Regions from separate parts of the Mus musculus genome. Here region 1 is linked to region 2. Evidence: chromatin contacts called from public HiChIP or PLAC-seq data. All regions are on one chromosome and are shown on one strand. The core of a region is the stretch at or near the end of the contact, and the rest is flanking DNA. Distances in the headings are between cores, read along the strand shown. Region 1 holds the start of Tspan15 (tetraspanin 15). Region 2 holds the start of Eif4ebp2 (eukaryotic translation initiation factor 4E binding protein 2).

Evidence for each region. HiChIP or PLAC-seq counts read pairs in DNA pulled down with a chosen protein or histone mark.
Region 1: a FOXA1 HiChIP or PLAC-seq map of pancreatic cancer cells shows a contact between it and region 2. The contact joins the promoter of Tspan15 here to the promoter of Eif4ebp2 in region 2.

Annotation. Positions count from the first base shown.
Region 1 is chr10:62,228,464-62,233,079 of GRCm38.p6, forward strand. Tspan15 (tetraspanin 15) reads right to left here and starts at 2,755. Exons shown (of 8, transcript NM_197996.2): 1 at 2,557-2,755. The coding sequence starts at 2,652.
Region 2 is chr10:61,450,206-61,455,519 of GRCm38.p6, forward strand. Eif4ebp2 (eukaryotic translation initiation factor 4E binding protein 2) reads right to left here and starts at 2,464. Exons shown (of 3, transcript NM_010124.2): 1 at 2,197-2,464. The coding sequence starts at 2,341.

The DNA of each region.
Region 1 (4,616 bases), core at 1,505-4,004, 780 kb after region 2:
GTTGGTACACAGCAGGCTTGGTTGGCTAAAGAGGGTGGAGTGGGGGTGGGGAGGGGCTGCAAGGGGCAGTGATTTGGGCCTTGTGAGCTCTTCTGATTTTATATAACTGTGTTTTACTTTGACAAGGTTTGGGGGGGGGTCTGTATCTCACCAGGTTCAGCCAGCTCTTTCCTCATTCTCTCTCACTACTAGTCCTAAAAAGGGATGCTGTGGGTGTGCAAGACAGAGTGTAACACATTCCCATTTTACAGGTGTAAAGGGGGAGGCATGAAGAGCCAGTGGTTACACACTGAGGAGGTATGGAATGGAGGTGAGGAGGGAGAGGGAATGGGACCCCCCACCTTTCCACCCTTGTCCTCAACTTTCCCTTTTGTCTCTGACTTATAGACAGGACTAAACTGAGCAGAATCACTGTGGTCTCCCAGGCCCATCCAGCGTTGGGGTTTTCAACCCTGGCTCACACTGCAGTTGTGTGAGGAGCTGAGGTACACAGTAATAAACACGTGTGCCAAGGCACAGGGATCTGTTGGAAACCTCCCAGTTAATTCCGATGCAACTTTGGGTGAGAGCCTCTGAGTTATAGCTCAAATCGTCTATCCGAACCTTCAGACTCCCTGCAACTCATACCCCATGTCTCTGCCCCACCCTCTACCCTTGGGAGCCTAGCAACACTGCTAATCTTTCTTTCGGGGTACCTGGAGTTGAAGCTAGCCAAAGGCTAGAACCAACATTTCTGAGACCCAAAACAGATATCATTTGCCTACAATATGCCAGTGAGTCTGGGACATAGCAGGACTAGAATCAAGATCTACTGACTGCCAGCAGGGTCGCCTTGTAAAGGGCTCCCATTCAAAGGCAGTCTTGATGGCCAGCCCAGCAGTTCCTGCCCACAGAAGAAATGCAGTAAGGAGCTGAGGAAGAAGAGAAGAAAGACAAAGGGAGAGAAAGTAGAGGAAGGGAGGGAAGGAGGGAGGACCTTATTTTCAGGGGACCCTTTGGGATCTCTGGACAAGCCTATCTACATACACACTTCTGTAGAGGTAAACACAGGGCCAACCTGTGGAAAGATATCCTCGTGTCTAGACTGAAGTCCAGTTATTCTAAAATGCCCTGATAAGCCAGGGGTAGTGGCACACCCCTGTGATCCCAGTACCCAGTGTGTGGGAGGTACAAACAGGAGGATCCAATGTTCAAGGTCATTGTCAGCTACACAGTGAGTTTGGGACCAGCCTAGATGACATGAGACCCTGTGGGGGGAAATGTCCCTGGGGACCTTTTAGCTTATACCATTCACAGGCAAAGATTCTTGCCCATAATAACATTAATGGTGCCAGACATGGTGTCTTACAACTGTAACTCCAATACTTGGAAGGCTAAGGCAGGAGGATTACTGAGTTCAAGATTAGCCTGGACTATTTAGTGAGTTCTAAATCAACCAGAAATGCATAAGATGCTGTCTCAAAACAAATAAGCAAACACACACACACACATATACACCACCACCAGCTAGACTAAGCTATAGTAAGACCCTGTCACAACAATAACTACAACAATAATAATAGGTGCCTTTAATGCCAGCACTTGGGTGACAGAGGCAGTTACATACAGAGGCCCTGTCTCTAAAAAAAACCCAAAAAACAATAGCAATAACAATAAATACTAATAATTATTATTTATTGTTAATGTTTTTATAATTATAATATAATAATTATATTATTACTATCTCCCCCCTTTTTTTTAGCTCTCTGTGGCCTCATCTTGGCCTGCGTTATTTTACTTCCACAACCATCCAAGTGTTTAATAACTACTGTCTCCAACTACAGATGAGAAAACTATGGTCAGAGAAATGAAGGAACTTTCCAGACCATTCAGCTAGGAAGTGGCGGGTAGTATTCAAAGCCTGGTTGTGCGCAACCAATGCCATCCTGATCCTCTATGGGCAATGCCAGACCTCATGAAAATAGCAACACCATCCAGGAGCCGCCGGGTTGTCAAGTGGAATGCCGCACTCCAACAAGAAAGCATTTCCTTCCAACAAGGAAGAAAGCAAGATGCCCAAGAGAAACATCTTGGTCAGAGGAAAGGCACAGGCAAGTAGCAACAGGGGCCAGACTTGGAATCCAGGTGGCCACAAGCACAAAAGCTGCCCACCTTTGGCCAGGCTGTGGAGAGTCACACCCTGAAGGCGTGGTGGGCGCAGTCAACAACGTACCCGCGCCCTACACAGCAGCCAGAGGATGCACAGCAGACTCGGCTGGCGAGCCGGACCCCATTAGGTAGGAGCTCAGCAGCATAGGTGAACAAAGTGGCGTCCTGTGGGCAACAGGGCTCGAACGCTGAGGACTGACTGGGCTGCTGGAACCGAGCAGAGCTGGGGCCGCCAAGGTATCCCGGTTCCCAGGGAAGTGGTGCGAGAAGCCCTCCCGCACTCCCGGCGGCCTCTCTGAGTGGCTGAAGCTGAACCCAAGCCTGGGTCGAGTGTTAGGGGGCCATCGAAGGAGTGTGGACCGTCCCATACCCCACCCCGACCCCGGCTCCACGGGCTCCATCACTCACCCAGAACACGGTGGAGTAGATGATGAGAGAGAACTTGAGCCAAAGATAGGAGAAGCGCGCGCAGTAGCGCACCTGCTCCGAGTCCCCGCGAGGCATCTTGGCTCCCGCGCGGGGCTGCGGGGCTGCCTCGATCCGGCCACCGCTCCAGGCCCCACCTGCGGCTGTCCCGCGGCCTGGCCCGCCACCCGCGCTCTCTCCCTGGACTGACTCAGGCGCGCCGCAATCACCGCTCGGGCCAGGGAGCGGACAATGCGGGCAGCCAATGGACGCGAAGGGGCGTGTCGGGGGCGTGTCGCGCTGTCGGGGCGTTGTTTCTATTCTAGGGGCGTGGCTTAGGCTACAGTGGACCGGGTGAGAGAAGGGGGCGAGACTCAAAAAAGGAGCGCTCCTGTGCATAGATCCTGTCCTCGATTTGTATCTCAGCGTGGGAGCGTGTGGCCTGGAGAGGCGCAGGAGTAAGGGCGAGCGTGCCCAGTTCTGTATTAGAAAACAGGGTGCTCGCACTGTAGTTCAGTGATAGAGGACTGCCTAAGAGCCTGAGTTCCTAAGTACCGTCAAAAATAAGGCTGGCTTTCCACGGGTGTGATTGAATACTGCGAGAAAGGACAGCGACAGTGGAGACAGTTAGGAGGAGGCAGAGACAGGCGGATCTATGTGAGTAATCTGGTCTGCACTGTGAGTTCCAGGACATCCAGAGCTACTCAGTGAGATCCTGTCTCGAAAACAAACAAACAAACAAACAAGCAAAACAAAACAAAACAAAATACCAAGTGTGTTGTTGTTGCAGTTACATCCTAGCGCACACCTTTGATACCTTGCATTCAGGAGACAGAAGCAAGTGGATCCCTGAGTTTGAGGGCAGCCTGGTCTACATAGCAAGTTTCAGGCCAGCCAAGGCTGTGTGACACTCAGTCTGAATAAAACACAAAACAAAAACAGCAAGTGAGTGTGTAAGAGTGATGGTCACATCCTGGAAGGTCACCAGTCCAGGGTGTTCCATTGGAGCAGCAGACTTCCGGAGACAGATCTGCCCCAGGCTCGTCAACCAGCTGACCATGGAAATTCCCTTTTGCCCTCCAACTCTGCTCCCAAAAAAAAAAGTTCTTCTCCCAGAAAATCCTCTTCTAGGACCTTCTACAAACCTAGTCACTACTCACTCACTCAGCCAGGGTCTGACCTCCCTCCAGCCTTCCCTTGGTGGGCTGGGCCACAGGTAGCTATGAATCGTTTTTCCTTGGTAAATGTTCCCAGCTGTCTTCTGTTGTTTTCCTGTCTCCGGCCTAGCCTGACTCTGTGCAGAGCCTGAGAACCAGACAGTCTGTGTTTGTGACAATCGGTAATTAAATGCATAGCTGCTAGTCAAAAGCTCTGAAAGTTCTGGTGGTGAATCTGGAAATGGCACCTGTAGACAAGTTCCCTGGGCTGAGAGGGGGGGAGTGTTCAGGAGGTGGGCAGGTCAGGTGCTAATCCTGGTATTTCTACTTAGAGAGAGAGAGAGAGAGAGAGAGAGAGAGAGAGAGAGAGACTGTCTGAATGTCATTGAGTCTGTGGGTGCTCTTGCATCCAAAGGAGATGTTGGATTTCTTGAAGCTGAAGTTATAGGTAGTGAGTGGTACGCCAACAGACGTGGGTACTAGGAACCGTACGTAGGTCTTCTGCAAGAACAGGAAGCCCTCGTGAGCCTGAGCCATCTCTCAGGGACTGTACTTTTTGTTTTGTTTTTAGAAACATCTCATTATGAAGCACACACACATTAATTAAGCATAGACTGGATAAAGTATCCTAGAGTTTACAGAGGTGCTCCTTCACATAGAGGCAGCGCACAAGGCTAGATCCTTGGGGGGGGGGGGTGAGGGGCACACATCTGTTAGCTTCCTGAATCCTGTCTCTCGAATGTCCTTGAGCAGGCCTTTCCTGCAAGGACGGACAATTGAGTCTTAAGTGAAGTTACAGGAACCGGTTTTGTGGCTACCTGCTCATAAAGGTTAGCATTGTCGCTATCTGCACGGGCCTGAGAACATGTGCTGAGATTTCTCTTCATGATAACCTGGCAGGAACAT
Region 2 (5,314 bases), core at 1,214-3,713:
GTTACTGTCATGTGTGCTCTGAGCTGCTAGAAGCATGGGCATTTTACTCATCAATATCACAAAGACCTCTGGAGTTAATTACAGATCACCTTAGAAATGTGTGTGTGTGTGTGTGTGTGTGTGTGTATGTATGTATATATATAGAGAGAGAGACAGACAGATGGACAGACATGCTCTTACTATGTCGCCTTGGCTGTCCTGGGCCCCTGGAGCTCACTTTGTACAATGGGCCAGCCTTCAACTCCCAGAGATCATCCTGCCTCTGCCTGACCAGTGCTGGCCACTAATCTGTTTCCTAAAAGTTATCTGTTCAAGTGGAGACAATTCCATCCAGGGCTGACTAAGAGCTTTCCCGACTTTTGTTACACCAGATAACACACACCAATAAATCCCAGCACTGGCAAGGCTAATAGTCCAAGATCATGGGTTTGGGTCCAAGGTAGTGTGGACCATATGGAGAAAAAAAAACTGTTTCAAGAAAAGCAAGAGGAAAGGAAGAGAGAAGGAAAAGACCATATAAGGAAGCTGTCTTCAGCCAGGCAGTGGTGGCTCACGCCTTTAATCCCAGCACTCGGGAGGCAGAGGCAGGCAGATTTCTGAGTTCAAGGCCAGCCTGGTCTAGAGAGTGAGTTTCAGGACAGCCAGGGATACACAGAGAAACCATCTTGAAAAACAAAAATAAACAAAGCTGTCTTCAGCAACTTAAACCACTACCCTCTCACCAGATCTCCACTGTCTTTCCTTAAACCTGGCTCTCTCTAAGGAGTGCAGCTTCCCTCCTGCCTGGGTCATTTGGAAGGTCTTTCCGGACATTTATGCCTTTCTGCCATCCCTTTTCTGGACCGGCCTGGCTGGATCCTCTGCCAACTTTTCTCCTAGATGTTTGCTTTGATTTTTTTTTTTTTTTTTTTTTTTTGCCCCCTTCCTTGTTTGGTTGGTTTTTTTGTTTGTTTTTTTGAGACAGGGTGTGACACTGTAGCACAGGCTGTCTTGGAACTCTTTTTTTTTTTTTTTTTTTTTTTTTGAGACAGGGTTTCTCAGTATAGCCCTGGCTGTCCTGAAACTCCTCTGTAGACCAGGCTGAACTCCAAATCCGCCTGCCTCTGCCTCCCAAGTGCTGGGATTAAAGGTGTGTGCCACCACTGCCTGGCCTTGGAACTCATTATATTGCCAGGGCTAGCCTTAAACTGCCATTCTCCTACCCCGTCTTTCTGGAGTAGTAGGGTCACAGCCCTAACTACCACACACAGCCTTCTGGACTGCTGTCTCTTGGTGTTGGCAAGGTCCCCTTACTCTGTGCCTTCCAATTGCACAAGATTCCAGGATGGCCAGGCCCACTTTTAAGTGATTGGTTAGGAGTCCTGTCTCATGATCAGCGATCTATAGACTGTAAGGGCTGCTAACCAAATCTTCACCCTCTAGCTGAAGCCCAGCCCCCGGGGTCACCAAAAGAAGGCAAAGTTCTGAGATTAGGGACAGAAAGCCAGTTCCCTTCATGAAGGCACCGGAAGAACCCCTTCCAGGCTCCTCCCTCTTAGAGAACAGCCCAGAAAAGAGACAAACAACCTTTGCGCTTCCTCCTCTCGTGACCAATTCAACATACTTTATTTACCTCTTCTCCAGTGATAGTAAACGGATCCCGGCCATCTTTTGAAAAGCAACTTCAGGAACCTCCCTTTGCATCGCTTTTTTCTACAAGCCCTTTCCCTAGGATCAAGCAACCTAACCCGACTAGTGTGTGCTGTTTGACAAAGCACCTTTAAAACCGCTCTTCGAAAGCCCTGATCTGAAACCTGACAGCGCCTCTACCAAAGCCAACAACTTCTTGGATACCAAAGGAGCTATTTTACACGTCCCACTTGTGGGAGCTGGGGCTCCCCCAACCTTTGATGACTCCTCTAACAAAGTAAACAATGCTGTCAAAGGAGGCTAACACTGGGCGAGGCATGCAGAGTGCATGCCAGCCTCGTCTCGGAACTCTCGGCGCAGCCAGACCAGTCATCTTAGGCTTCCGCGCCAGGTCCGTCTCCCCGACTTCCCTCTCCCCAAAGCCCGTAGGACAGCTCCAGAGGCAAGCCCCGCTGCGCAGAATGCACGGTCTGCAGCACACCGTACGGGCAGCGGGGAGGAAGCTGTTGGTCGAGCATGCAGTGCCACGCGCCAGCCGTGATGGCGGGCAGGCCGGGCGCGGCTCACCTCCCGGCGTTGTGGAGAACAGCGTCCCCCCGGGCGTGGTGCAGTAGTCCTGAGGTAGCTGCGCGGCGTCGCTGATAGCCACGGTGCGCGTGGGGATGGCGCGGCTCTGGCTGGGCTGGTGGCTACCACCGGCCGACGCGGACATGGCTCCGACGCGGGCTCGAGGCTTTGTGCAGCAGCGGCGGCGGCGGCGGCGGCGGCGGCGGCGGGGCCGGGCGGCTCTGGCTCCTCACGCTCGGCTCTCAACTCGCCTGCTCTCGCCCGGTCGTCCCGCTGCGATACCGCTCCCGCTGCCGCCGCCGCCGCCGCCGCCCGGTCCTCCGGCCTCCGCCTGCAGCCTCAGCAGCAGCAGGAGCAGCAGCGGCAGCAGCGGCAACGATGACTACCGGAAGCGGTCGAAGGCGGGAGCAAGGGGTAGTAGAGGGAGGGACAATATGGAAGCCGGACGTGACGTTGGAGGGCGTGTCTGAGGCGAGTGGGCGGGTAGCTGGGGGCGTGACTGAGGCAGCCGAAGGCTAGAGGCAGAGGGTGAACCCGGAAATCCGGGAAAAAGGAAGTGTTGAAGGGTGGAGCCTTAGGGTGGGCGGGACTTTGAGGGGCGGGGCTGAGTTCAGAGGAACATAATAGACTCCCAGTGAAGCTGAGTGTAGGTGATTAAGGCACGCGGGAGGGGGGGGAAGCGGGGTGTGTGTGTGTGTGTGTGTGTGTGTGTGTGTGTGTGTGTGTGTGTGTGTGTGTGTGTGTGTGTGTGTGTGTGTGTGTGTGTGTGTGTGTGTGTGTGTGTGTGTGTGTGTGTGTGTGTGTGTGTGTGTGTGTGTGTGTGTGTGTAATTGTTTGTGGTGTGTAAGTGTGGACTAACAGTACTTTCTTAGGGCTTACTTCATATTCCCATCTATATCTAACCATTAAAAGTATAACTCGGGCTGGAGGGATGGCTCAGTGGTTAAGAGCACTGTCTTCTAGAGATCCTGAGTTCAAATCAGCAACCACATGGTGGCTCACAACTATCTGTAATGGGATCCGATGCCCTCTTCTGATGTGTCTGAAGACAGCTACAGCGTACTCATATACATAAAATAAATAAATAAATCTTTTTAAAAAATTATAACTCTGGGAGCCCACAAGATGGCTCAGCAGGTAAAGAAAGGCATTTGTCACCAAGCCTGCAGACCTGAGTTCCACCACCCAGAAGCCACAAGGTGAAAGGGGAGACCGACTCTCCCAAGTTATCCTCTGACTTCTCCACTAGTCCATGAGCACCCATCTGCCTGCCCATAAATAAATAAATGTAATCAAAGTTTTTGTTTGTTTGTTTGTTTGTTTGTTTCGTTGGTTGGTTTTTCGAGACAGGGTTTCTCTGTATATCCTGGCTGTCCTGGAGCTCACTTTGTAGACCAGGCTAGCCTCGAACTCAGAAATCCACCTGCTTCTGCCTCCTGAGTGCTGGGATTAAAGTCGTGCACCACCACACCCAGCTAATCAAAGTTATTTTAAGAAGTATAATTTTAATTGCTCATTATTAAAGGAAAGCAATGCGTACACGATGAACTAAGGGTTTAACCATCAATGACTCTGAGGAAGGGCTCAGTAGTTAAGAGCGCTTGTTGCTGTTGCAGAGCACCGAGAGGACCAGAGTTTAGTACCTAGCACACTTGTAGTGGCTCAGAAGCACCCATAACTCCAGTTCAGGGAATCTGACCTACCTTATCTTCTGATCTCTGCAACACCAGGCAGAGATGTAACATGATGTAACATGATGCATTTACATATATGTAGACAAAGCACTACAAGAAATAGCAGGATAAGCCGGGCATGGTGGCGCACGCCTTTAGTCCCAGCACTCGGGAGGCTGAGGCAGGTGGATTTCTGAGTTCGAGGCCAGCCTGGTCTACAGAGTGAGTTCCAGGACAGCCAGGGCTACACAGAGAAACCCTGTCTCAAAAAAAAAAAAAAAAATAGCAGGATGGTTAGGAGTGTAAGGTTCACCTAAGCTTCACAACTAGTTTGAGGCCAGCCAGGGATACAAGAGACTGTCTGAAAAACTAATGAAAAGAACAAGATGAGGAGACAGGTCCACTTGTAAGATTGCTTACTATGTAAGCATCAGGACTTGAGTTCAATTCCCATCATCCACATAAAAAAAAAAAATTTTTTTAAAGTCCAGACATTCCAGCACTTGGGAGGCAGAGGCAGGTGGATCTCTGCGTTTGAGGCCAGCCTGGTCTACTGAGTAAGTTCCAGAACAGGCAGGACTACACAAGAGAAACCTTGTCTTGAAAAGACAACAACAACAACAAAAACCCAAGGCCGTATATGAAGCATCCCCCATGCTGTGGAGAGCAGAGGCTGGGGTTATAACTGGGGCTTGCTGGTTTCCACCCCAGCTCAAAGTTCAATGAGACCCTGTTGCAACGTATCCTGGTTAGATTTTTTTTTCCTTAACTTGACACAAGCTAGAGTCCTCTGAGAAAGAAAACCTCAATCGAGACAGTGTCTTCATCAGATTGAGACCTTAGGTGATCCTGTGGGTGGTACATTTTCTTCTTCTTTCTTAAAATTTTATTTATTTGTTTTTGTTTTGTTGTTTTGCTTTTTAGTATAGAATAGAGTTTATTCAGGGGATGGGGAGGAGAGTTGAGAAAAAGTGTGTGTGTGTGTGTGTGTGTGTGAGAGAGAGAGAGACAGAGAGAGAGAGAGAGAGAGAGAGAGAGAGAGAGAGAGAGAGAGAGAGAGAGAGGCCAAAAGCATGTGGAGAGAGAGAGGGGAAGGAGCTCCTTGTGTATTTTTTAATGTAGGAATGTTCTTTCTGCACGTACATCTACATGGCAGAAAAGGGCATCAGATCTCTTTATAGATGGTCGTGAACCTAGATCTGGTTGCTGGGAATCAAACTCGGGACCTCAGGATCTCTGGAAGAGCAGCCAGTGTTCGTGACTGCTGAGCCATCTCACCAGTCCATGGGCATTTTCTTGATTAGTGATTTATATGGGAGGCTGCCATCCCTGTGCACATTGGCCTAGGTGGTGTAAGAGAGCAAACTAAGCGAGCCAGGGAGAGCAGCTAGTAAGTAGCACTCATCCATGTTTCTTCTTCACTCCTGCCCTGACTTTCATTCATG